6 separate regions of the Mus musculus genome follow, and regions 1, 2, 3, 4 and 6 are each linked to region 5. Evidence: chromatin contacts called from public HiChIP or PLAC-seq, Micro-C and promoter capture Hi-C data. All regions are on one chromosome and are shown on one strand. Each heading gives the region's core, a stretch centred on a gene start, on an enhancer-like site or on the middle of the called end of the contact. The rest is flanking DNA. Distances are from core to core; before and after follow the strand shown.

Region 1 (4,292 bases), core at 1,085-3,584, 480 kb after region 5:
AACTGAGAGCAAGTCAGGGCAATCTGTAACAATGCATTTAATCAGCTATAATCAAATTCCACAGGGTGTAATTTAGACACGTGGTTTCCCGGAGGGGGGGGGGTCAGGTGGGGAGCGGTGGATAGGGATGGGTGGGTGAGGCAGGGAGGGGCAGAGGCTGCGGGAGTCACAGGAGTCACGTGAAGGTTGAGCTGGTGGAAAGGAAGTCAAACACAGGTAAGGAAAGTTGAGTGAAGAGTAATTTCCCAGAGGACTAATTACTCCCGCTTTCATGGAGGGTAGGAGGGGAGGGAGGATAAACTGAGGTGAGTCTGCCACCCACTGAGTTAATGATTCTTTGTGTTGGAGTGCCAGTAGGTGACAGGGGATGCCAGTTACGTTGTTCATGTGCAGTCACTGTCATAATTATAAACCTCGGGGAGAACTAACTATCTGTCAGCAGACTGGCTGAGTAATAGAAGTCTCCCTAACCTGTTGCTGAATAAATGCAACTTCCGGGCTTGCAGAACCGCCAGTGATTCATGGAGCGTTGGGGTTTTGAGTGTCTGAGGTACTGTTTGGATTTTAAGGTCATGGCTTCATGTTTCACCTGAGTGATGTCGGGAAGTCCAGCCGCCCTTTCTTAAAGGAGCACAGCTGACACGAGTTAAGAAACGTAATTAGGGATCTAAGAAAGAAATCCACATGCAAAAGCCCTTCTCAGCCTTTAATCCAGCACTCGGGAGGCAGAGGCAGGAGGATTTCTGAGTTCGAGGCCAGCCTGGTCTACAAGTGAGTTCCAGGACAGCCAGGGCTATACAGAGAAACCCTGTCTCAAAAAACAGAAAAAAGACAAAGGGAAGAAAAAAAAAAAAAGCCCTCCTCCCAAGGACTTGCCTGCAACTTCTGTACGGCGTCTTGAGTTGGGGCTCATCTCTGCCTTATGAATATGAGCATTCCTGAACAGAGCACATTGAAGTCTGTTAGCTATTGTGTGTGTGTAAGTTCACATGCATGTATGCACATATGCACATAGGTACCTTCAGAAACCAGGCATTAGTTACTAGGTACCACAGAGCTGTGATTCTCAGCCTGTGGGTTGCACAGGCCATCCTTTGGGGGAGTTGAATGACCCTTTCATAAAGGTCACTTCAGACCACCAGAAAACGCAGATATTTGCTATAACAGTAGCAAAATTACAGTTATGAAGTAGCAACAAAATAATTTCATGGTTGGAGGTCACCCCCCATGAGGAACCATGTTAAAGGGTGGTAGCATTAGGAAGGTTGAGAATCACTTATATATGGACCGTTGTGAGCCACTTGATACAGTTCTGGGAACTTAGCTCTGGCCCTCAACAAGAGCAGCAAGTGTTTACCATTAGGGACACCTCTTCAGCATCAGGTATCTTTTAAAAATTTTTATTAAATTTTTATATAAATTTTATACAATTTTTTTTATTTATGTGTGTGCATAGGCAGGTGTGTAAGGAGGCCAGGAGAGGGCGCTGTGCTGGGAAATGAACTTAGGTCCTCTGGAAGAGCAGCAAACTGCTCTTGACCCTGGTCACTGCTCATACATCCTTCCCACCAAAATCTGTTATCTTTTTAACTATGATTAGCCTAATTTTTGTTTGTTTGCTTGCTTGCTTATTTTTGTTTTTCGAGACAGGGTTTCTATGTAGTCCTGGCTGTCCTGAAACTCATTTTGAAGACCAACCAGGCTGGCCTCGAACTCACATAGATCCTCAGCTTCAGCCTCCAGAGTGCTGGGACCAAAAGTGTGTGCCACCATGCCCGTCGATTATCCTGTCTTTAAAGGGAGAAACAGAGAACCCTGAGGAGGAAAGGTGGGGTGCAAATTAATCAACACTGCCTGGTCTAAAATAAAAAGTCTCAAGACCAGGACCCCAAACCATCTTCTCTGCCTCTCCAGGGGCCTGCACTAAGGGGCCAGCCAGCCAGTCAGGGGAACGCCACAGTAGCCCACTCTTGGAGGTCCCAAGCAGATGACCTTGTGGTCCCCAGGAGTGGCAGCACGGAGGGCGGACATGCTCAGATCTCAGTGGCTGTTGGCAAGGTTACATAAAATTTTATGAAGCACGCAGGACTGGCCCTGGAGCTGGCAGGAGGGCGGAGGAGAGAGCCTCATAACCACGCAGGCTATTGATCACTCAGCCTCTGCTCACAGTCCCCCACACCCAACCCACCCGCAAAGGCGTCCTACCCGCTGGGCAAAGAATGCTGCTCCCGCACTGGCCTAGGGCCCAACCTGCGCTGCAGGTCTGCAGGACCCACCGAGCCTGCTCCGGTGGCCTTTCCAGTGGACCTAAACTGGTGAAGGTTAGAAGAGTGAGGCTTTGTATCACAAGTTTCTGACTCAGTATTCTGATGCTCAAGTTACTCACAACCCCGAGCGCCCTCGCGCGTTGGCCATGCGCACTTCCTTCAATGCAGCCGACTGGGCCATCGGGCCTGGAGGGAGGACTCAGAGCAGGGTAGCAGATATTCCAATTTATGCTTGCCCTTTAGATATGCTTGTTCTGAAAAGAACGATAGCTCAATAGCTGTCAACAGACAGAATCTAGCTCTCTCACCTCTCTCCCATCCTCCCTCCTTCCCTGCCTTCCTCTCCTCTCCTGTCCTCTCCTGTCCTCTCCTGTCCTGTCCTGTCCTGTCCTATCCTGTCCTCTCCTCTCCTCTCCTCTCCTCTCCTCTCCTCTCCTCTCCTCTCCTCTCCTCTCCTTCCTTCTTCCTCTTCTTTGTTTTGAACCCCCTTATGCCTCTTCTGACCCAGTCTCTCCATTTAGTCCAAACTGGCCTTGAACTCCCAGCAGTTCTCCTGCCTCAGTTCATCAGCCTGGCCACATTTCCTGTTGATGAACTCCTACACCACAAATGCTATTCAGAAGTGTAAGGTAACATTCGCCACCAAAGCTTGTAGTTGGGGCGGCTCATTCAGAACAGATTTTCTACCCCTACTACAGCAATGTCCTTGAGATTTCCATTACAGCCTGCTCCGCCCTGTCTGCATTGCTCAGAATGACCAGTAGACATCACTTGTGGGTCATCACAGCATAGCTGGTTACTCTACCAGCTTACTGTGAGCGAGGAACTCTTTCCAAACCTAAGCAGCTATTACAGAAGTATTTAAAGGACAGCATTCGCGTGGTGGCTCACGGAGGGCACTGAGTTGGAGTCTTAACACCAACTATCGCTAGTTTGTCATCTTGAAGTTACCTTTGTGTGCATTAGCTCCACACCTGCCACCTGGAAATAACAGAGTCTTCGTGAGACAGAGTCTCAGGTACCCCAGGCTGGCCTCAAATTCACTATGTAGCCAAGGATGACCTTGAGCTGACCTTGAGAGTGGAATTAGGGGTTCATGCCACCATTGCCAGTTTACGTGGCACCTGATAGTAAACCAGGGCTCGGTACATGCTATGAAGGCATTCTACTAGCGGAGTTATGGCCACAGCCTCTGTGGCTCCCTTTAATTGAGATAGTATACACAGTCCTTTAGAACTGAAAAAAGAAATGTGCTCTGCACCTGAACATCTGGGCGTGGACTGTTTGGGGACTTGGGGTGAGTCACTTCCTTTCTCTCTGCCTCAGTTTTCATCTACAAGATGGGTTTGAGAAGATTGTTTATGAAATCCCAGCACTTGAGAGGTTGAGGCAGGAGGACTGCTACAAGTTCGACCTGGGGCTACATAGTGAGTTTCAGACCAGCCTGGGCTCCAGAGTGAGACTTTCTCTTATACAACAACGATAAAAAGTAAAATAATAAAATGGGATAAGAGAATCTTACCAAGTGATACTTACTCATTTATGAGATTAAATGAGATATGTCTATCATGCCTACATACAGTGAAGGCTCAATAAGTGTTAGTCTTTTTTTTTTTTTTTTCCTATTTGTTTGAGACAAGGTCTCGTGCGGCTCAGGCTAGCATCCAATATGTGTATCTGAGGTTATTAACCTTGATCTTGTACTCTTCTTGCCTCTGCTTCCCAAACACTGGGATTACAGATAGGTGCCACAAGCCAGGCACCATAAGTCTTTAAAACCTTTATGGTGTTTGCTCTTTTTAGCATCCCACTGTTTAGAAGACCAACTGATTTTATCCTGACTCTTAGATTCCTGGGTAAACAGCATGTATCTGCTTGTTCATCTTTTGACCTTTGTCTCTTGTGAACTATATGCGACCCTACCACTACCTTAGAAGGTAGTTGTTCTTGCCCCCCAACCCCCACCAGTTTATGGACAAAGATACACAGGCTCAAAGTGGTTTGCTCACTTACCGGATAGGGACG
Region 2 (4,218 bases), core at 87-2,586, 300 kb after region 5:
GGGTGCACTGTTCCACCAATCATATTGTGCCTAGTTGCTGATGCTCTATTTTGGCCCTGGAAACCATATAAAAACTGGCCGAACTGCTGCTGGTGGTCGCTGCCTCTCCTTCAGGTCTGGGACGACCCCAGTGCACTGGAACAATAAGTTCCTCTTGCTTTTTGCATCAACCCCAGCTCCACATGGTTCACTCAGGGGGTCCCCAGTAAGCTAAGCTTCCCCAGAGTTTTATGCAAGCATGTGTCACCACATCAGGCTACAGATTCTGAAACATTTATTTATTTGTTTGTTTGTTTTTCGAGACAGGGCTTCTCTGTATAGCTCTGGCTGTCCTCACTCTGTAGACCAGGCTGTCCTCGAAACTCAGAAATCCGCCTGCTTCTGCCTCCCAAGCACTGGGATTAAAGGTGTGTGCCACCACTGCCTGGCTCCGAAACATTTTTTTAAAGATTTGTTTTAGGGCTGAAGAGATGACTCAGCAGTTAAGAGCAATTGCTATTCTTCCAGAGGACTCAGGTTCAACTCCTGGCAACCACATGGTGGCTCACATTTGCAGGGATCTGCCACGTATACACTATATATATGTGGCTGGTGCACATACATACATACATACATACAGGCAAATCACTCATATGCAAAAATACATTTTTAAAAAAGGTCTATTTGTGTGTTGAGTAGGGGTGGCTGCACACGTGTAGTTGCTGAGAGAATCCAGAAGAAAGTGTCAGGTCCCCTGTAGCTGGAGTTACAGTGGTTATAAAGCTATCCACTGAGGGAAGAGAACTTTGGTCTAGTGCAAGAGAAGTAATGCTCTTACCCCTGAGCCATCTCTCCAGCTCGAACTTTTTAAACGTTCTAATCAAGGACCCTGAATGTTAGTTTCACACTGGCCTCTGTCCTCCCGGCACAACCAGCCAACTGAATTCCAGGAGGCGTCCAGGGCAAGCCAAGAGAAGACAGAGGCAGCTGATGGAGAGGTTGAGGGGCTTATAAGAAAGGGCATGTGGCTTCTCCCCCTCTATCCGACCCCACTCCGGTAACTGTCAGCTGAAACAGCTACCTCGTAAAAGACTGGCAGGTGTACCACCATCATCACCACCATCACCCGGGCCCCCGGCCCCCATCCCTGCTTCCCTACTTCCCTGCCCCCAAGGAACAATCCTAACACACCTGCAGAATACAGTCAAAGGAGGTGCAACCGGAACATAAACTGCGCATCAGTCAGCCAGTCATGTCTGGCCCGTGGTTCCCAAGGGCTGGTTTCTAGCGCCTGTGACACTGCACAACACGTGTAGCTCCGCAGAGCTCTTTCAGCACCTCCGAGGGGCGGGCGCCACCTGGTGGTCACTCTGAGATCTACTCGAGGCCACGTGCTCTTAAGAGCAGGGGAGCTAGGAAGGCCAATTCAGCACTGGGGAGGTGGAGGCAGGAGAATCAAGAATGCAAGGCTAGCTTTGGCTACACAGCGAGCTTGAGGGCAGCTTAAGCTACACAAGACCCTGTCTGAAAAATAAAACAAAACCATCAAACAAAAAACCAAACCCAGTAGCTAGGGAGATGGCAGAACTTGTTAAATTGGGCTAACATGAGGACTTGCATTGAGATTCCCAGCATCCATATAAAAGCCAAACAGCCATGGCTGCCTATATAAATCAGCTAGACCCCAAAGCTAGCTGGCCCACCACATTAGCCTAACCAGTGCCTTCTAGGCACTGAATAGTGAGGCTAGTGCCCTGCTGCAATATTCAAGATGGAGAGCAAGAAGTTCCCAGGGCAGACATACACACAGCCACACACACCCACATACCTGTGCACACACATGGATGTGAAGAAAGAGAGGAGGGAGGAAGAAAGAGAAAAGAGGAAGAGGGAGCCAGTGGTGGAGCAGAGATGGTGAAAGTGAGGCACCAGGTGTGGATGAGCGAACTTCCCTCAGTTCTGCATTTGCCCAGGAGGAACAGCTTCATTGAAGAAGCACAAAGAAAAGGCAGCCGTTGAGAAAGGGAGTCTGTGTCTGCCGTGAGAGGATCAGAGACCTGCGGGGACACAGAGCAAGGCAGGAGTTCGGGGCCAGCAGAGAAGAGCTTGCTCTCACCGGTGAACAATGTGGCCTTGTTGGGGCTGGAGGAATAACTCAGAGGGTGAAAGGCAAACCTGACAACCTGCGTTCATCAAATATCCCCCAACCACAGATTTGCACATACATAGGCCCTCACCCATCCACAGGTAAATCATTGGGTTTTTTATAATAGTTTGACCTTGTTCACCAGCACAGGGAACAATACTGAGGCTCTAGAGTATAGACTTGAGACCCTTGTTGCACTGGGTACTTAATACCTGTTGTCCTGCTAATTAAGGTCAAAGTCTACCGTTGTCCAGATAGCCTTCTGAGCTCAGCACAAAATGGGAGACTCCCTTTACCAGCAGAGATTCTCCTTCTCTGACCTTGTCTGAGGAGTTCAGAGCCCCCACCCTCTACCAAAGGTTTGTCACATTCGTAGCCTTGATTAGCTCACAGTTTCAGCTGCCTTTCTTCCACCACAGAACCCATTCAGCAAGCACCTGAAATCCCCCAAAAGCCTCTCCATGCTAATGAGGCGTCTCAGTTCCTTATCCTTCAGCCAATGACCTTTGCCCACCCTCGATATTCCTACAACCTTCCCCAAAACTATACAACCCAAGAAAAGTTGATCTGTCTCCCTGAAGCTGATCCCGGAGATAAGTCTGCTATTTCTGTTGTACTCACAGGCTCTTCCAAACCTGCCTGTTGACTCTGCTTCCCCCAGGAGAAGGGAGACCCAGACACCCACTTTATTTATTTAATTTTGAGACAGGGTCCCTCTGTGTGTCCCTGGCTGGCCCACAACTCACTGTATAGACCAGGCTGAACTCATTCACAGAGATTCTCCTGCCTCTGCCTCTCGAGTGTCACCAATCCTGATTAATTTTTTTTGCCCTTGCTGTTTTTGAAGCAATGTCTTATGAAGCCGGGTGGACTTAGTCAGGGTTTCTATTGCTGCAACAAAACACCATGACCAAAAGCAAGTTGGGAAGGAACGGGTTTACTTGTCCTACACTTCCAGATCACAGTCCATCATTGGAGGAAGTCAGGACAGGAACTCAAGCAGGGCTGGAACCTGGAGGCAGGGGCCGATGCAGAAGCCTTGGAGGGGTGCTGCTTGCTGACTTGCTTCCCCAGGCTTCTGAAGCCTACCTTCTTATAGAACCCAGGACCACAAGCCACAAGATGGCATCCCCGGCAATGCGCTGGGCCCTCCCCTCATTGATCACTAATGAGAAAATGCCTTACAGCTGGATCTCATAGAGGCATTTACCCAACGAAGGCTCCTTCCTCTGATGACTCTGGCTTGTGTCAAGTTGGCACACAAAACCAGCCAATACCCAGGCTGTCCTGGAACTTAGTACGTAACTGCTAAGGCCTACTTTGAATTCCCAGTTCTCCTGCCTCCACTTCCCAAAAGCTGGAATGACAGGCACGCACCTCCACACTAGAACCATCCACTATTACTTTAATACTCTAAATGGGTCAGGAAATAAGAAACTATTAGCCCCGTCTTAGCAAGGGACAGTACAACCTAAGTCAGTCACTTACCTGCCAACTTTGGAACAGGCGGTCATCAAATTCCCACCAGACTCTACTCAGTTCGAGTCTGGTCAGCCAGGAGCCATGCAGGCGCCCTTTGCAGGACAAAGCAGAACCGCTCAGCAGTGAGGTGAACCTGACTAAAGGGAAGCCCGTATTGGTCAGCAGCCCCTGTGACTTGATGCAGAAAAGGCTGCTTCACTACTGTGGAGAGTGTTTTATTGTCTTGCAGTGCTGGAGAGCAAACAGGAAGTCCTCGCCATGCAGGGGGAGCACACTGCCATTGAGCTGTACTCTCCACCACCACCCCACCCCCTTTGTTTAAAGATAGTTTAAGACAGGAGTTGTGTTGAGGCTAGCTTTATTCACTCAGTAGCATAGGTAGACTAGGGGCTACAGGGCTGTGTCACTAGTCCCAGTTTGACAAGATTATTATTGAATTAATAAATTTTGGGACCTGAGAAATATCTGCACCTTCCATAATCCCCCTCCTACCCAGGATCACGGGGTCCTAGTGGGCCAAGGACGTTTCTTCTCATAACTCTGCTTGCTGGGAAAAAGAGCTGTGGTTCTCCATATATGCCCTGCACCTTGACCTGGATCACTGGAGGGCA
Region 3 (4,226 bases), core at 494-2,993, 360 kb before region 5:
TTCAGCCTAGGGGATAAATGGACTGGATCCAAATGTTCTCCTTAAACCAGTCTAAGGCCAAATGGTCCTGGAGAAGGTCTTGGCCACCTACCGGAAGGAAGCTGTGGTTGGTCCATCCCTTTATCCCACATACTGAGCATCAGTTCTGTGTGTGGTCCGGATCCAACCTGTGATCTCAAGCATGCCCAGGTGGCTGCAAACACAGCATGACGTCATGAATCCTTTGTGCTGCCTCTCCATCTGCCTGCTGATACAGCTGCCCAGTTATGGGGAGCGTGCCGAGTGCCTGGGTATGGAATTTGGAGTTGGTTAAGTGTGTGTATCTTTTACAGATAAGAAAAACTGAAGTCTGGAGAGGAGGCCTTATTCAAGTTCAGGGAGTAGTTTAGTGGCCGTCCAAAGCTAGAACTGGTTGCTCAAGGCACCGATGAAGCAAGACCCTTCCTGCCAGACCAGTAGCTTCTATAAGAGAAGACAACTGGTCTGTGTTTACATCAGGACCCTGAGATTGTTTTCTTTGAGGGAAAGCACTGCATTTCAAGGTTAAATAAAGCAAGCACTGTTTGGCCAAGTGTAGACTATGGCTCTCAGCCCTGGCTCTGTCAGATCAACTTTCAGAAACACACTTGGGGGACCCTCTTTAGACAAATTCAGTGATCGTATGAGTGGACCTGGGTTTCTTCTCATTTTTAAACCTAATAGCTTAAAGTCCAGCCAGGGCTCTGTGGTCTGATATATTCAGTCCACCATGCCACCAATGGTCTTGAAAGCAACATTTTCAAATAGCATCTGAATCCGGGCATTGGGTCAGAATGTAGACTCTCAGTGAGTCAGGTCCAGAGGGGCAGGAGAACAGCAGCTGTTTCTAGAGTATGCTTCTGATAGCAGTTCTCGAGGACACCTGGGATTCTGATGACCCCTTTTGGTCCCTGGTTATTCCATCCAATTTCTCCACCATCTGAGCCCTTGGTTTTCAGTTGCCCTGGTTCCCAGCAACACCCTTTCTTGGGCTGGCAGGGCGATCTCTTCTCTGTTCCCCTCCTTCTTCCTGTCTTTCACAGGGCTGGGCTGCACAGCCTGCCTGTCTGCCTGTCTAGACTGTCCTCTACCATTAAGACTGGTCCACTCCTATCTTTGCCCCAGTTACCTGTGCTAACTGCCGAGGAACAGGATGTCCTTTGGGGTCATTCTAGCCTGTTCTGCACCAAGCTCCTTGTGGCCACTGCATAAATACTCCTGTAGTTTAACAAAACTTCAAACCCAGGCAAGCAAGACCAAAAAGTGGTAATGTCTTCTGATACTAACGAACATTCCTTGGAGATTATGCATCAGACTTTAAACTCTCCACTCAGAAAAAAAAAAGAGTCGATCAAATTTAACAAAGTAAGTGGTTATTTCCTGTCTGGACTTGGGGTTTTAAAGCTGGCTCAACGAGTGCAGTCCACCAGGCAGGAATAAGCCAATGAGGGTTGGGGGTAGGGTTGGATTCTGCTTGCAGATCTGGGCTCCTTGCTGTAAAGAGGGAAATGTTGGAAGTTCGGGACAAGGTGGGGACCGCGGATGGGGAGATCATGTAACCCAGGGGACGGTGGGAAGCGCGGGGAGGCAGGCAAGAGTTGCCAAAGTTGAACTAAGTTGGAGCAGCCGTTCAGGTTTCGCGTCTCGCGGCGCCCACGTGGGGAAGGGGGCGGGGAGCGGGAGGGAGGGCAGGTCCGGAGCCGAGGGGCGGGGGTGGGGTGGGGTAGCGGGGGGAGACCGAAGGAAATGAGACAACCTTTTCCTCCCACGGACTCAGGCTCCTCTAGAGTGTGCAGGGCTGGAGGAGTCCAGAGGCTGGGTGTGCGCGTTCCGTGCTCAGCCCTGATTGGGGAGGGCCGCCCCAAATTGCTCTCCGGCGCGCGGGTGCCCCAGCCACAGGGCGCAGCAGCACACTGCCGTGCCCTTCCCTAGGTGATCTGATCCACTCCAGGCCCCCCTGCTCGGTCCCCGGAAGTACGCGCCAGTCGTCCTAGAGAAGGTAAGCTGCTTCCCCGAAGCGCGCTCAGGGCGCGGGGACACTCTAATTCTGCTGAGCGGGAACTCTTTAGTGCTCTTCGGATCCCAAACTACCGCTTTGTTTCCAAACCCCTGTCCAGGTGTTAGCACCGGTCCTGCCTTCTTCTTTTGCTTCTCCTTCCTTCTGGCGTCCCCAGCGTCTTGATCCTGTTTGGCTTGGTCAGACCACTCTTACCCTCTGCCTTGGGCTTTGGAGAACTCGTGAATTCCAAATCAGGGCGCTTCTCTTAGCTGCTCCAATCCCTGGAGCTTGGCTGAGCGGGCCAGTCGGCGGCGGCGGATTTAGGCTTGGCTGGGGATTAACCCACCTGAAGCCGGCCTAGCGAAGTACTTAGTTAACTCTTCTCAGAGCCACTGAACTATTGACACTTATTTGACGACCCCCGCCCCCCCGCGCGTCCCCAGATCCCCGAGATTGGAGTGGACCGTGGCGTTCTAAGGCTGTTGGCGCCCCCTAAAGCTTTAAATGTGACGCTCTGTTGCTGGAGAGGGACTCATCAGGTTTGGGGGTGAAGGATCCCGACGACTGGGGGTAGAGGGAAGAGATCTTTGCAGGGCATGAAGACAAACCAGTATGGCTCTGAAGCCGGCGAGACGGACCCGCTGGGTAGTTTCATTTTTGTTACTTAGTTAAACACCTTTTCCAACCTTAGGCCTGTGGCAGGAACTTCTAGGAATCTTGGCTTTAAAAATGGACAAAAGGAAAGGAGGGAGTAAGCGGCCTTGAGCCTCGCAGTTTGCAAAGGGTCCAAGCGTGAATTTGGATCCCAACAGGTCTGTGCCGCACACCCCAAGTCCAGCCCTAAAGATGGTTCCTCAGTCCAGTCTGAGCAAGAAATCTGCTACCTCCTGCCTGCTCACACTCAGGGAAGACCAAGCCTTTACCTTTTATAGCAAATACATCGCGATTCCGTTCAAATCCAAAGCGTTTATTTAGAGCCGGCTGCCGTCCTAGCTCACTGAAGAGGATACTACCCGGCGCCGCGCTCTCTCAGCCCCTCCCTCCCCTCCAGGCAGTGTAATTGTTAGTCTGCCACCGCGGGCCGGCTTGAGGTCAAGTCCGGTGTCAAGGAAGCCAGGGTCAGACCACCAGCCTTGGTAATGCCTTCTTGTGGCTGTTTTCTCTTCGGAAAAATAGTGGGGCCAAGAGTGTAACACACAGGGGTGGAGGTTGGAGGGGTTGGGGGGGAGTGGGGCGGCTAGCACTTGGGAGTGGAATCCGGAGGATCAGAAGCTCAAGGTCATCTGTGGCCACAAAATGAGTTTGAGTCCAACCTCGTTCCACAGGATTCTGCCTCAAAATACCAGAGTCAACGCCCCCCCTCCGATGTCAACCAGGAAGTAAAGATGGTGGAGCTTAATTTTAATTTTAGAGATATTTTATTTTGTATTTTGTGTATGTGTGTGTGTGTGCCACATGTGCTTTAATTGTGGCCCTTAAGGGAAGTCTGGTAATAGCTGGAGATACTTTTGGCCCTCACCCTGTGGGTGAGGGAGGATGCTGTTCGCTTGGTGGAATGCTCAGGAGAACCCTCTCCTCACAATACCTCTGGCCCATTACTGCTTGTGCTTTCATTGGGTCACCCTGACTTAAGGAACTGGCTCACAGAGAGTATCCCAACTCCCCTCCTTTCCAGATTACCCCAGCCCCTGTTCTCATATCCCCACCCCCACCTGCAGCCCCAGAGTCAGAATTCCACTGCTGGCTTCCCACCAGGCCGCTGGCCTGCCCCACACTTTTCTTGCTTCTCCATTGCTTACAGAAAGGACCTGGGTCTACAGGTGTCTGTCAGTCATTAACAGCAGCCCCTAGCCGGTCTCTTGAGGGGTGAGGCTTAATCTGTGACCTTGCACACCAGCTCCAGGCTTCCCTGCCCACCCTCAACCTCTAGCCCTTCTGCCATGCTTCCAACACATCCCAGTTCACCGATCCTCTGCTGTTTTGACCTCTTGAACCCACCTTCCCCGCCCTAGTGGCTTGGCAAACTGCTCATCTTTCTTTGGTCTAGAACTCAGTCTCTTCTGGATGGGAGCTTTTCTCCATTTCTTAGGACAGTGCCCTTGTTCCCTGCTGCCCTACCCAGTCACCTTCATTTCTTCAGTATCCCATTTGCAGAATTTACAGCAGGGGACCCCGTGGTGCTCACCTCTCCACTGATACCCACATACTG
Region 4 (4,365 bases), core at 422-2,921, 320 kb after region 5:
AGGAGACCACACTTTCAAATAGCATAGCTCAGGTAGTCTAACAATGCCGGTCTTACAGCGGAAAGACCGATACTCTGGAATTGCTCAGACCACAAGAGTAGATGTCTTAGCAGATCCAGGCTGTGCTGGAGTCCTGGGAGACTCCTGGAGAGCTGCTGAGTTCCAGCCTACATTGGAAGAAGTTGAGCTTAGTCCTGGCTGTAGCGACTGCGTAGATGGGCATCTCGGTGAGAATGGGGCAAGCTGGCCAAAGGGAAAGCTTCCCTGCACCCAGTCCTGGACTAGAAGGTGGGATTTCCTCCTTCAACTAATCTGATGAAGAAAACCCTTCACAGGAGAGTGCTGGACTCTTGGGGTCTAGTTGGTTCTAGATGTAGCAGAGTTGACAACCAAGATTAGCCATTACAAGGGGCTTAAAGCCACGGTATCTGTGTAGCCATTGTTGAGTCAATAGTACATCTTCACCCATGAGAAAACAAATGGGCAGACAGGACATACACAGAACAAGACATTTGTAGCTACTAGAAGTAATGAAATAGATGCAAACACAGCAATGTCTATGGGCCTTAAAATGTGCCAGACAAGTAGGGAGCCCAGTGGGTGGAGATACCTGCCTATGACTCGAACAACATGAGTTTGATCCCAAGACCCACAGGATGGAAGAAGGAAGCTGATTCTAGGTTTTCTTCTGGCCTCCCCATGTACGTACACACACACACACACACACACACACACACGATAGATAGATAGATAGATAGATAGATAGATAGATAGATAGAGATAGATAGATAGAAATATGTAAACAAACCCTGCTTTGAGAGAGGACACAAGACTCTAGCCAACTATGTTTTGTGTGTTTTTATTAAAGCATCACAGAGAGCTAAGGATCTATCATTTAGTTTAGAGCACACAGCATTTTCAGGCCCCTGTATTTCATCCATGTCCTTAGAAAAGGAAATAAAGAAAACCAGAGACGGCACGAAACAATGTATGCCTCATCCAGACTCGTACAGAAACGAGGTGGCGTCAAGCAGGGTGCTCAGACTGCCGATGGTGAGGGAAGAACAAAAGAGACATGGCTCAGAGGGAAATTGGAAAACAGAAAAGCAAAAGCGGATTGTGCAAAGGCTAGAAAATGCTCTCAACACCGGAGTGCCTGTGTTCCAGCCTGTGGCACCTGGGGCCCAGCCGAAGAAAACAAAACAGGGAGACAGGCTGCCTGGGGTTTGGCTGGGAAACTGCTTTCCAAGCTGGGAGCAGTGTGAGTGCAGTCTGCTTGCTTGGAGGAAACTAATTTTTCCTTGGGAGGATGGGGAGTCAGCCTAGGAAAGAGATACACGTGCTATCCGGGACATTGAGGGCCTCACCGCAGGTAAATGTACCCTAAATCGCACTAAAATATTCCCTGCTAGTCCAATGTTAGGGTCTGTGCGGAGCTGTCTGTGCCCCAGCCCCATCCATGGGACATAACGAATGTAGCTTTTCCATCCCGCTGCCAGAGGCCAAAGTGACCTGGGGAAAGAGGTGCCCACACTGTGCTGAGCAGTATGGCTGATGTTACAGACAGGAACAAGCCAGCTGCAAAACTCAAGAGGCCCAGAGTGGGGAATCTGTAAGAATCTGCTTTGAGGCAGAAAAGCCAAAGAGGCCTCTAAGCTGGGGGGTGGTGGCACATGCCTGGAATTCCAGCGCCTGGAGGCAGGAGAGTCACTTCAAGGCCATCCTCATATACTTAAGTCAGTGGAATGAGCTTTAGAAAGCCAGGCTGGAAGGGAAAACAAAGGACCCACGTGTGCACCAAGAAACGCAGTCCCGCTTGATCATGGACTCAGATTCAGTGTAGGATAAAACTGGACCTCCATGTGTGAGTGGATGTGTGTGTTGTGTAGATCAGAGGACAACTTGTGAGAAACCAATCCTCCCCTTCTGTGGTGGGCTCCAGGGATCAAATCAGATTTGCATATCAAGTTCCTTTATGCTCTTAACTATCTTGCCAATCTTATCACTTTTTTAAGGCAGTGTTTTCTGAAATGTAAAGGCTAGAAAAGTCCCAGACATGCACTCACGGGTGCATGTGAGAAAGTGAAAGGATGGGCTTGGCTGTTTTTCCTCAGCTGTCCACCTTGTTTCTCAAGACATGGTCTCTTATGGCCTGGAACCTGTTGGGTAAGCTAGGCTTGCAGACCAGTGACCTCCAGGGATCCACCTGCCTCAGCCTCCCCAGCCCTGGGATCACAAGGGCAGACCGTCTGGACCTAGTCTCACCGTCCTGCTCCTGTCACTTCTTTAGCTTGTAGTGGCTCCTACCTGTAGCTCCAAGTTCTTGGAAGGATAAAGAGGCCTGCCAGGTTTATGACCAGCCTGATCTACATAGCAAGATGCGGGTCAGCCTGGGGGTACATAGTGAGCCTGTCTCACAAAAGGACTGTCTATAAATGCATCCTCACAGGAGGGTTAAGAGTGCAAGACCAAAGAGCGCAGAGCATGCTGGGCTACAAGGGGTTCAAGTCTACACACTGAGCAACCCAGTGTTTTATACTCAAAAAAGTATAAAACAAGTGTGGTCAGGTGTGGTGGCACATGCCTGTAACCCCAGCATATGGAAGGCTAAAACTGGTCCAGGAGTCTGAGGCCAATCTGGGCTACATGAGACCCCATCTGAAAGTGGTGTTGGGAGAACCAGGGGTGAAGTCCACTGAACAGGTGGCCCTGGGTTCAAGGCTCAACACTAGTCCCATTCTCTCTCTCCCATCTCATGAGTATTTGGTCCCCGGTTAGTGCTGCTGTTTGGAGGGGCTTAGGGGGTGTGCCTTTGTTGGAGGAATGTGTCACTGGGAGCTGCAGAGGGTTTAAGGACTCACACCACTCTGTCTTTACTGCTTGAGGCTCAGCTTCTGCTCTCAGCATCTGATCGTTCACGGCGCTTATCTCCGCCATAGAAAGCAATCACAGGATCCGACCCCCACAGGCTTCAGAATTCCAGAATCCGTCTCCACGGACACTGAAAGATAACAGGCCACTCCAAATGTATCGACCCCATCAGTGATTGATCAGACTGACCAGGAAGTCCTAACTTGCCCCACTTAAAAGATCCAATCACACACTGAATATTTTGAAAAAAAAAAGTTAAAATTTATTAATAATAGTTAACATCACATGGTTAATTCAACTAGTTCTCTACTGTACATGATGACAAAACGCTCACTAGACCGAGTGCCCAGGGATATGAGATGAGTCAAAGGTTCACTGAAGATCACACAAAGCAGCATTAGCAGAGAGAGCTGTCAACCTAGTGCTGGCAGTAGCCAGCCTAGTACTAGGAACACAGCACACTGTCTCATGCTCTGGATTGAAAGCCAACTTCCTTAAAAGTTAGACACACACACACACACACACACATACACACACACCCCTTTTTAAAAAAAAGTCCTTTCCTAGATGGTGCTTGATTTTAAAGTTTAAAATTCAAGATTCGAAAATTTAGTCAGAATCCATTTGTACTCCGTGGCTACCCTCTAGTGCTGCACACATCTATAGGTGGCTACCCCCTAGTGCTGCACACATCTATAGGTGGCTTCGGCTTTCAGTGGTCTGCTTCGGTAACTGCAGGTTGAGGGAGCTACACCAGACAGGCAGTATCAGGCAGGAATCACTCGACCTTCCCTCTGGGCATCCCGGGAGGACCTGGGCAGCCTTCATTTCACTGTACACCAGCTTGTTCGGTTGTAACTAGGCTCTGCTCAGCACAAGTCTGAAAGATGTTCAAAACATGGCTGCCACGATGCTGAGCTTTCTCTTGGTCTTTCTCTTTTGACCCCCGTATCTTGTTTATTAGTGTTACAAGGCTGTTTCCTCTTTATTAAACCTATCCAGGTTTAACATTGGTGGTCAATTTAATATTTTGAAGGGAGAAGTGAACTTTTGAATTCAGAGCGAACCGTGTTGGTAGAGCAGAGAACAGGACATTGGTGTCTTCCCGTTCTTCAAACAGTCTGGAATAAATAACTCGTATAAAAAGGCTAGTCGGCAGCTCGATGCAGCTCAGTCCAAGGAAGCAGACAGACAGCGTGCATCTCGTGTAAAACACGAGACACACCGGAGGTGGGATCTGCTAGGAGGGCAAATAAATGTACAAACACCCCGAGACGCCCCTGAGGTTTGGTCGAGTTCTCTCGATGCTTCATGTGGTCTGCTCCAACGATCTGATGTGACTTTAAAAACATTTTCGCTGGCTTCCTGTAACTTGTCAAACCATTCTGAAACGCCGACTGACCTAAAAATCACATCTTCTATGCAGTGAGAACTTGAAACAAATCCTTTGGTTTTCTTTGCCTAACATCCCGGGTGAGACCTCACTCAGGAAAG
Region 5 (4,412 bases), core at 1,378-3,877:
AAGTCATCACACAGGAAAATAAATCACTGTCTGAGGATGTTGCTCAGCACTGGAGTGCTTGCCGCGACTGTGCAAGGTCCTGGTTTCAAACTCTTGAACTTCAGATAGGCAGGAAGGAAGGAAAAGAGGAAGGAAGAATGAAAGGAACCATCATAGCCCCAGTAAAAGTAAGGAACTTGTCTTCTATAAGGTTTATTTTTGAAGATGTGTCTGTGTGTGTGTGTGTGTGTGTGTGTGTGTGTGTGTGTGTGTGTGTGTGTGACCACAGAGGCCAGAAGAAAGTGCTAAATCCCTGGAGCTGGAGATACAGGCTGCTGTGAGTCCTAAGGGGTGTTTTCCGGGAACTGAACTCTGCAAGGTCCAAGCACAGTTTTACCCACTAAGTCACCCTCCAGCCCTGCAGCATTGTCCTCAGTGGAAAAAACTCCAAGTGAATTCTCATGAATAGAAAAATGAATGTGCAAGCTAGACTGCTCTTACAGCATAAAAATAATATTTAGCCATTGAAAAGAATGAGTTAAATCCATGCCGACCAGCTCTTGGGAATGTTTGGACAAGGTTTCAGGCAAGAAAAATAGCACGCGGAGCACAATGGAAATCCCCCGTTTGCATTTACCAGCATGGGTATTATGTGTTTGGGGTTCTGTCTGCCTACAGAAAGCCTGGGCAAACAAGCAAGGATTTAGACTACTTTGTCAACAGGGTTTACTTTGGGATGGGTGATTGTCTTGTGTGTCAAGGAAGAATGGTGGAATGGGAGCAGAATGAATACGAGCCTAAAGGGGGAAATAACTGGCTTTCAGAGAGAAATTGTACGATCAGGTTGTGTGGTCATTGTGTGTGCAGACAGCGTGTGCAGTTGGTATGTGTGTAGACAGGGTGTGCGGTCATTGTGTGTGCAGACAGGGTGTGCAGTCGGTGTGTGTGCAGACAGGGTGTGCAGTCGGTGTGTGTGCAGACAGGGTGTGCAGTCGTTGTGTGTGCAGACAGGGTGTGCAGTCGTTGTGTGTGCAGACAGGGTGTGCAGTCAGTGTGTGTGCAGACAGGGTGTGCAGTTGGTGTGTGTGCAGACAGGGTGTGCAGTCAGGGTGACACTCCCCATTTTGGGATGAGACAGTTTATTGCTGTTGCTCCACTAATTGTGACTCCAACACGAGCAGGTTTAGTTTTTCCTGGGAGAGATGATAACTTTAGCAAGTGGCAAGTACTTCTTGTCTAAGCTGTCAGTTCAGCCCAAGCCAGCCTCATCAAAACAAGCGTGGAAGTCAGAGAGAGGACTGTGGGTGTGGTTTGTAATAAAGGGCATGGTATCTGTAAACTTTAAGCAAAGTGACATAGGTCCTCTGGAACTTTCTTCTCTCTCTCACCTAAGCCTCTTCCTGTCCTAGCTCATCCTGCATTTCCCTCCTTGGGTGAGGCTGTCTCTCTTTGAAACAGTGCCTGCTTTGTATAGTCCTGCTTCTTTCTGCACTAGATTATAAGGGTTTGCCTTCTCCCCGCCGCTCTCTGCTTCTCTCACCTAGTTCTTCTCCTGTAGCCCCAGCTCAGCAGTAAGAAATCTGAGGTGGAGAAGGCAACCTTTTCTTTCTCAATCTGGATCGCAGAGCTGTTCTCTGAAAGGCATCCCAGGAGTTTGCTCTGTGGGGCTTGGGGATTTTAGGGATGCCTGGGAGGCACCTGCAAACAGGAAGCTTGGTGGGTCCCATAAGCGCTGAAATCTCACCCTCCAACAAAACCAGAGTTCAGTAGGCCCTTTCCTCCCCCCGGCCAGAGAAATATTAGCCTGGCTGAAGCCGGGACAGTAAATTACACAGACTCAAAACGCCTCATGTGCGACACAGCGCGCGGGCTTGCTAAACCAGTGCGTAAAGGCATCTCTCCCTGGTGCCAGGAAGGACGCAACCCATAGCAACAGCCTGCCGGGTGCTTCCCACCCCCGCAGGCATCTCACAGATCCCAGAACCGCAGTGGTGGAGGAGACCCGCTGAGGGGCAGCTGGAAGCTCCTGGAACCTTGCCAAGGGCAGTCTGCCAGGAATACACTCCTGAGCTCTACCCATCTCAGCTTCTTCAAAAGGGCTGATGTTGGGGGGGGGGGGGGGGGAGAAGGCTTGCCCATCTGCTCTCTGACCGGCCACCAGATTAGCCTTTTGAAACTGCCTTGGGTGTCTGGCAGGATAGGGAGAAAAGACTGGCAGAAACTTGCCCTTCAGTCTGGGTGAAAAACTGGAACGGGGAATCCGGTGGAGACCCTTCCCATGCCTCTCCAGTTTCACCTAGCCTCACAAACTGGACAGGCGCAGAAAAGGAGGCTGCCAGGTTGCCGGCTTGGGGGGGGGGGCGCAAACTAGTCCGCGAAGGGTATACTGGCCAAGAGCCCAGAATCCGCAGTCCCAGTCAGGCGTCAGACCAGCCGGCTTCTGCCCAGCTCTTGCACTCACCAAGCTTTGCAGAGAGCTGCGCACAGTCCCCAGTGTCTGCAGCTGAGAGGGTAGTCGCGGGGCTCCCTTGGAGAGCACCGGATAGCTGCTCCTTACAGAGGGACCAAGTCAACAAAGTAGCTGGGGAAAGGTTTCTCAAATGCTTGGAGCCCATCTGTGTTTTGGGGGGACTGGGGAGCAGGGAAGAGGAATCAGTCCACCAGGGAACAGAGCTAGGTGTCTGGGGGTTTCTTTAACAGAAGGAAAGTTGACTTCCGGACTTCTGAAGCAGGGTGTGGTCACCTGTCACTTCTAGGTAGCAACCAGAGTGTAGCAGTGAGCACCCCGCCCCACACTTTCCAACTCCCACCACAGTCTAGCGTCTCTGTAGAGGTTGTCTTGCGGTCCCCGGCTGAGCCTCAGAGCATTAACTGTCCTCCACTTCAGCTGCTTCCAAAAATCCTTCCTTTCTGCTCGCATCCCTGGTATGACCGCGATTCCAGCTAAGAGCCCTATCTGTGTCTTTTCTTCTCAGGCCACCTTGTCGCCCCCTCGCGGAGTGCTGGATTCGTCCGGCCTGCAGAACGCCCACAGCAGGTCACGAGCAGCAGAAGGCGTGGTGGCTGCGGTGGTGGAGCGACACAGCTGCCAACAACTGGCGCAGCTGCTGCGCTGTGCTTCGGGACCAGCGAGTAGACAGTCCAGGTACAGCCCCTTCCCCGTGACGTCTCTGCAGCGGGTTATAAAAGCCTAGTAGTGCTCACCCTGCCAAGGCTCTGCTAACTCCTGAGCACAGAAGGACCAAGACCTGGAAGCTGCGGGTGGCAGTAGAGGCTCTAAGTGAAGCAACGGAAAAAAGGAGCTCACCAGTTGGATGCGGACCTCAGAAGCCGGCCAGAGGACCAGAACTTTTACTAGCTGCGCTGCAAGCAGCCCTTCTTCCCCATCAAGCTCCCACCCAGCACCCAGCTTTGCCTTTCCTGCTGCACGCATGTTAACGGGAGTTGCTAGTAGCAGCAGGTGCCAAAAGGCGGGTTGTCTTGCCTTTTGGAACCGTGTGGAGTGCAGCTGCTTCAATGCAAACAAGAGCCTAGCATGAAAGTGGAGGAATTTGGAGAGACCAGGCAAAGAGCTATACAGAAGCATTGCTCTTGTGGACAAGTCTCCTGCTAACCAGGACTAAGTTCTGCCCAGGAAACTTCCCACCTCCTGAGTAGCAGGACTCAAGCCTCAGGCATCTGCGACAAGGTCCTACAGCAAGGAGGTGTGTGCGTGTGTGTGTACACTTCTGTGTGTACTTGTGAGTACCTGTAGACGCCAGGGCTTTGCTGCCTTGCCGCAAAATGGATAACGTCCTTCCTGTGGACTCTGATCTCTTCCCCAACACCTCCACCAACACTTCTGAGTCTAACCAGTTTGTGCAACCTACCTGGCAAATTGTCCTTTGGGCAGCCGCCTATACGGTCATCGTGGTGACTTCCGTGGTGGGCAACGTAGTGGTGATATGGATCATTTTGGCCCACAAGAGAATGAGGACAGTGACCAATTATTTCCTGGTGAACCTGGCCTTCGCTGAGGCCTGCATGGCTGCATTCAATACAGTGGTGAACTTCACCTACGCAGTCCACAACGTGTGGTACTACGGCCTCTTTTACTGCAAGTTTCACAACTTCTTCCCCATTGCTGCTCTCTTCGCCAGTATCTACTCCATGACAGCTGTGGCCTTTGACAGGTGAGTCTGTAAAATTAAGAAAGTGCCCAGAGCATTGGGAATTCGCTAAGGAGGACTGGGGCTAGATACAGAGTAGCCAGAGAACCACACTGTGCGTCCATGCCCTAGGCTCTGACTGGCTGTATGCTAGAACCCCTGGACCTCAGGTGCTCAAACCTCTTTCTCATTACTTTTCCACCCATCACTAGATTCCCACCCTTTCCATTCAATACTCCCATCTCCTGTCTTACTCTTTCTCGTGCATTCTTTCTCTCCTTTTAC
Region 6 (4,038 bases), core at 1,277-3,776, 440 kb before region 5:
CCCAGTGGACTTCGGGGTATTTGCTCAGAAAGGGGTGATCCTGCTAAATGTGACAGCTCACATCTCTAATCCTCTAATCCCTGTCCTCAGGAGGCCGAGATTTGAGGATATTTCAAGTTTGAAGTCAGTCAGCTCTATATAGCAAGTTCCTGGCCACCCATGGCCTATATGGACCATCCCGTTTTAAAAACACTACTAGCAAAAACAAAAGGAATCTCTCTTCACTGCTTTATACACTGTCTCCATACTTGAAAATAACCATGTTTGTTTAGGCAAGGTCTCACTATGTAGTTTCTGCCTCAGGACATCCCTATGCTAGGATAGCAGACATGTCACCATGCCCAGGCCAGTCTAGTCCTAATGGGTGTTGCCCTATAATAAAAGAAGCCCTCAAAAGAAACTAAACAATGCACGTTAAACAGTGAATACTAATCTGTATCCAAGGCAAAGCACACATTATCTCTTGGGGAAATCCCAGTTTCACTCTCTGGATGCTCAAGAAGAAACATACCTTGTCCTTCAATCGTGTTCCTGAGGGTGAAAGTAGCCCCGAGCCCATTCCCTGATCGCTTGATGCAAATCCCCAGGAACTGGCTGGTTTTTCCACTGGCATAGGGGTCGGCTGTGGTGACTCGAAGTATGCTTCCTACAGAGTCAGAAGAGAAGCAAGCTCTGACACAGATGCAGGAATGAACAAATAAGGTTTATATCTTAGTATGTCAGAAATAAATAACAGCAAAACCCAGACATCTGAACAATAATCTGAAGGCAATGAAAACTAGCGCCCAACACCTGCTGCCAGACACCGTTACTCACCAACATAGAACTCTGGAATCGGAAGCACCTTTCTCCTGTCTAGCATATCTTTTCTTTCTATCTTAAATTTCAGAGGGTTTGTTCTCCCCCTGGGAGGGATGAATTCAGGACTCAGGAACCTATAAAAAAATTAAAAATGAAAGGTGATTTAGGCCAGCATAAGAAAAACAATGGGTATAATGTAGATGTATTTTATTCTTTCAATATGGATTGCAATGTTATTTCTAAAACCATGGTTTCCAAAACCATTGTTAATGCTCACTCCTGAGAACGCACCAGGCATTGTGTTTAAATGGTTATCATACATCAAGTAGCCCTCAAGGTCTGGACCTTATTGTCCAAGAAGGCATTTGTGCTAAGGGTTTGTTTAGCTGTCATCCTGGGCAGCTACTGGGGCTTAGAAAGCCTTAAAGAGTTTCAGTCCGGTACAGGAAACATGTCACTGGGCATCTAACCTTGAAGGCAAGGCACAGACCCCGGCCCCTTTCTGTTTCTCCCTTTGCTTTTACCTAGCTAATGCTTCCTGCCACGCTATACTGTGTCACTGCAGGGCCCAAGTGACAGGGCCAGGACCAAGCAAAATTAACTACAACTGTCCAAACCCTGAGCCAAACGAATTTGTTCCCTTTAGGCTGGCTGTCTCTGGTGTTTGTCACCACACAGGCAAGCTGACCCATAGTAGCATAAATTAATCCTGAGACCAGTTAGATGTTTTATTGTCATCTTACTTAAAAAAAAAAAAAACAAAGCACAACTGGAGCGTAAAGGTGATGAACCGCTGACATAATTACTATTTGTTACAATTTTGTCACAGTTAATACGCTGCATTTCTCTCAGTCTGCAAATGAGCACAAGTCTCCCACTGAGCTATAAATATGGAGAAAATATATACAAATCACCAGCTGCAAACTGACTTTAAAAGAAATCTTCCACCGAGCATAGGGATTCCCACCTTTGATCCTAACATTTAGGAGGCAAAAGCAGGCAGATCTTTTTTGAGTTCAAGGCCAGCCTGATACACACCCACAAATTATTGTGTATTGTGGTTGGAGCGCCCAGCATAACATTCATGTGGGGATTTGAAGGCAAACTTTGGAGTACGGTCTCTCTTTTCTCTATGGGTTCTAGGCATGGATTTGGGTGTACAGGTTGCAACTTTCACAACCGAACCACCCTGCGGGTCCATACTGTTAAGCTTCTGAAGATGCATTTATGTAGGTAAGACGAAAAAGAGTGTGCTGGATCCACGTGCCTGAGCCGATCTGACCTCCCCAAACCCTTCCTCCTGGATAGAATCTGTTGGCCAAGGCTCACCGTGGTGGATTTTAGGACAAACTGAGGGAAGGGAGTCCAAGCCTGCGTCTTTCGTGATCTAGAGAGGGGCAGACCCGGAACCCGATTTCGTGCAGCCCAGCTATAAAGCGGGTATCAAAGTGTGCGCACTCCCACGCGGCCTCGGCCGCCTCACCTTCTCTCGTCTTCCGGGACTCGGCGCCGGTCCACGATGACAGGTTTCGGCGGTGGCTTGAACCCACCGGGCTCTGAAGGCCCGGTGCTCTGAAATCGGCTTGGGCCCGTGCAGACACGGCAGGCATCAGATGCGAAGGCAGCAAGCCGTGGCCTGGCCATTCGGACGCTCCGGGCCAGGTACAGGGACGCCCTACAACTTTCTGCCATGGAGGCCGCCATGTCTACACCCTCAATGAAGGACTACAACTCCCAGAAGTCAGTGCGATGGGGTGTGGCCGGACGGTGGCTCCTATGGGACTAAACTTGCTTCCCGGTGTACCGCCGCTTGTTTGAGGGAGTTATACCTGTAAATGTATATAATTTTCCTCTTCTCCATAATTTGCAAAGTTACACTTCTCTACAGGGTTAGCAAGTTTGTACATTTCACTAAGTACTGTGATCTCATTTGCATTTAGTGAGTGACTATGAAGTGCGTGGAGTGTGTGTGTGTGTGTGTGTGTGTGTGTGTGTGTGTGTGTGAGTGTGATTGCAGGTGCCCATGAAGGACATATGATCCCCTGGAGCTGGAGTTACAGGCAGTGGCAAGGGACCCTATGTGGATGCTGGAAATTGAACATGGGTCCTCTGAAAAATTACGTGTTCCTAACTGCAGAGCCACCCTCTCCAGCCTCCTCAGTTCCACCTTTTATTTGCTTGTGCCTACATGAAAAACACAACTGTCACCTAAAGGGCAAAAGAGATAGTTTATTCTAGAGTCAAGTATTAATGAGGGGCTCAGAACACAAGATTTAGGTCACCACAAATCCATGTTCCAATTACATGTAACAATTCCATGGCATTCCATAGTATCAGAGCAAGAAAGCCATTCCTTAAACACATTGGCAGGTACACCCATTTAGGAATGCTATATCAAAATGGAGATGTCTCTGCTGTATGCCTCAGTTGCGCTGATGGCCTTCTTAGCCTTCAGGTTGATGGAAGTGAGGCGGTTGCTGAATGTAGTCCCTTAATAATAACAAGGCCGTTGGTTCACAAGTAAGTTGGGAATAAATTACCATTTGAGGGACTAATGGGCCAAGATAGTTGGGCTCTGGATCTGCAGCACCACAATGCTTCAAGTCACTCACGTTTTAATTAGTTAATCAGTCTTGTAGAACGTTGCTTCTTTTAGGAAATTTTCGTTTGCCTCTTGTTTGATTATTGGTATTTAGTTCGTTGTTATGAATTCCGTGGGGAGCAATGAGTATCTTCTTTTGCTTAACTTCTGTCTTACTAACCAGCACTACCTGGCTCTCACAGGCTCCAAACAGAATAATAAATGCTAGCTGTTTTGTCAAAAGTTAGAGTCATCAGAGAGGAGAGTACCCCCAACTGAGAAAATGTCTCCATAAGATAGGTCTGTAGGTGGCCTGTAGGACATTTTTTTAAGTTAGTGATTGATGGGGGAGGGTCCAGCCCATTGTGGGTGGTGCCATCCCTGGACTGGTGTTTCTAGATTCTATAAGAAAGCAGGCTGAGCAAGCTATGAGGAGCAAGCCAGTAAGCAGCATTCCTTCATAGCCTCTGCATCAGCTCCTGCCTCCATGTTCCTTCCTTGTTTGAGTTTCTGTTCTGACTTCCATCAGTGAGATCCAGTGTTATGGAAGTGTAAATCAAATGCAACCTTTCTTCCTCAACTTGCTTTGGTCATGATATTTCATTTCATCAACAAAACCTTAACTAGGACAAAGCATAAAGAGAAAAGCCATCACT

The links. Promoter capture Hi-C pulls out the DNA fragments that hold promoters and counts their contacts. Hi-C and Micro-C count contacts between places; a contact is called where the count stands out from the background. HiChIP or PLAC-seq counts read pairs in DNA pulled down with a chosen protein or histone mark.
Region 1: a contact with region 5 is called in a promoter capture Hi-C map of stem cell-derived epiblast-like cells, with 7 times the contacts expected there. The contact joins the promoter of 2310069B03Rik here to the promoter of Tacr1 in region 5. A contact is called at or near these places in 6 of 39 promoter capture datasets (cranial neural crest, embryonic stem cells, hippocampal neurons and 3 more), 1 of 484 Hi-C or Micro-C datasets (embryonic stem cells), 1 of 115 datasets of contacts at active chromatin or transcription factors (embryonic stem cells) and 1 of 9 other capture datasets (embryonic stem cells).
Region 2: a Micro-C map of embryonic stem cells shows a contact between it and region 5, with 4 times the contacts expected there. The contact joins the enhancer-like site here to the promoter of Tacr1 in region 5. A contact is called at or near these places in 11 of 39 promoter capture datasets (the C10 cell line, cranial neural crest, embryonic stem cells and 7 more), 13 of 484 Hi-C or Micro-C datasets (cerebral cortex, embryonic fibroblasts, embryonic stem cells and 6 more) and 3 of 115 datasets of contacts at active chromatin or transcription factors (astrocytes and embryonic stem cells).
Region 3: a Micro-C map of embryonic stem cells shows a contact between it and region 5, with 1.8 times the contacts expected there. The contact joins the promoter of Eva1a here to the promoter of Tacr1 in region 5. A contact is called at or near these places in 6 of 39 promoter capture datasets (cranial neural crest, embryonic stem cells and stem cell-derived epiblast-like cells), 3 of 484 Hi-C or Micro-C datasets (all in embryonic stem cells), 5 of 115 datasets of contacts at active chromatin or transcription factors (embryonic forebrain, embryonic limb bud, embryonic stem cells and 1 more) and 2 of 9 other capture datasets (adipose tissue and embryonic stem cells).
Region 4: a contact with region 5 is called in a promoter capture Hi-C map of stem cell-derived epiblast-like cells, with 2.1 times the contacts expected there. The contact joins the enhancer-like site here to the promoter of Tacr1 in region 5. A contact is called at or near these places in 5 of 39 promoter capture datasets (cranial neural crest, embryonic stem cells, hippocampal neurons and 1 more), 1 of 484 Hi-C or Micro-C datasets (embryonic stem cells) and 2 of 115 datasets of contacts at active chromatin or transcription factors (embryonic stem cells and epiblast stem cells).
Region 6: a contact with region 5 is called in an H3K27ac HiChIP or PLAC-seq map of embryonic stem cells, with 6 times the contacts expected there. The contact joins the promoter of Mrpl19 here to the promoter of Tacr1 in region 5. A contact is called at or near these places in 19 of 39 promoter capture datasets (the 3T3-L1 cell line, 3T3-L1-derived adipocytes, the HPC-7 cell line and 10 more), 2 of 15 datasets of contacts at CTCF or cohesin (both in embryonic stem cells), 10 of 484 Hi-C or Micro-C datasets (the Patski cell line, cortical neurons, embryonic fibroblasts and 6 more), 5 of 115 datasets of contacts at active chromatin or transcription factors (all in embryonic stem cells) and 1 of 9 other capture datasets (embryonic stem cells).

The regions. Positions count from the first base shown.
Region 1 is chr6:82,879,519-82,883,810 of GRCm38.p6, forward strand. It overlaps 2310069B03Rik (RIKEN cDNA 2310069B03 gene), which reads right to left and starts at 2,335. Exons shown (of 4, transcript NR_040520.1): 1 at 2,251-2,335; 2 at 1,719-1,791; 3 at 877-938.
Region 2 is chr6:82,701,570-82,705,787 of GRCm38.p6, forward strand. It overlaps Gm32425 (a long non-coding RNA gene), which reads left to right. Exons shown (of 3, transcript XR_377779.4): 2 at 1,953-2,226. Among named protein-coding and RNA genes, the nearest start is that of Gm32534, 11 kb to the right of the region's middle. Within about 2 kb of position 1,337, at least 13 of the 459 cell types and tissues checked have an H3K27ac peak or open chromatin away from gene starts, as enhancers often do. A contact at or near this core is called in embryonic stem cells, where this site is marked.
Region 3 is chr6:82,039,885-82,044,110 of GRCm38.p6, forward strand. It overlaps Eva1a (eva-1 homolog A (C. elegans)), which reads left to right and starts at 1,744. Exons shown (of 3, transcript NM_145570.2): 1 at 1,744-2,017.
Region 4 is chr6:82,721,915-82,726,279 of GRCm38.p6, forward strand. It overlaps Hk2 (hexokinase 2), which reads right to left. Exons shown (of 18, transcript NM_013820.3): 18 at 3,111-4,365. Among named protein-coding and RNA genes, the nearest start is that of Gm32480, 8.9 kb to the left of the region's middle. Within about 2 kb of position 1,672, at least 82 of the 459 cell types and tissues checked have an H3K27ac peak or open chromatin away from gene starts, as enhancers often do. A contact at or near this core is called in embryonic stem cells and stem cell-derived epiblast-like cells, where this site is marked.
Region 5 is chr6:82,399,848-82,404,259 of GRCm38.p6, forward strand. Tacr1 (tachykinin receptor 1) reads left to right here and starts at 2,628. Exons shown (of 6, transcript NM_009313.5): 1 at 2,628-2,735; 2 at 2,955-4,151. The coding sequence starts at 3,763.
Region 6 is chr6:81,963,423-81,967,460 of GRCm38.p6, forward strand. Mrpl19 (mitochondrial ribosomal protein L19) reads right to left here and starts at 2,527. Exons shown (of 5, transcript NM_026490.2): 1 at 2,285-2,527; 2 at 817-935; 3 at 512-646. The coding sequence starts at 2,505.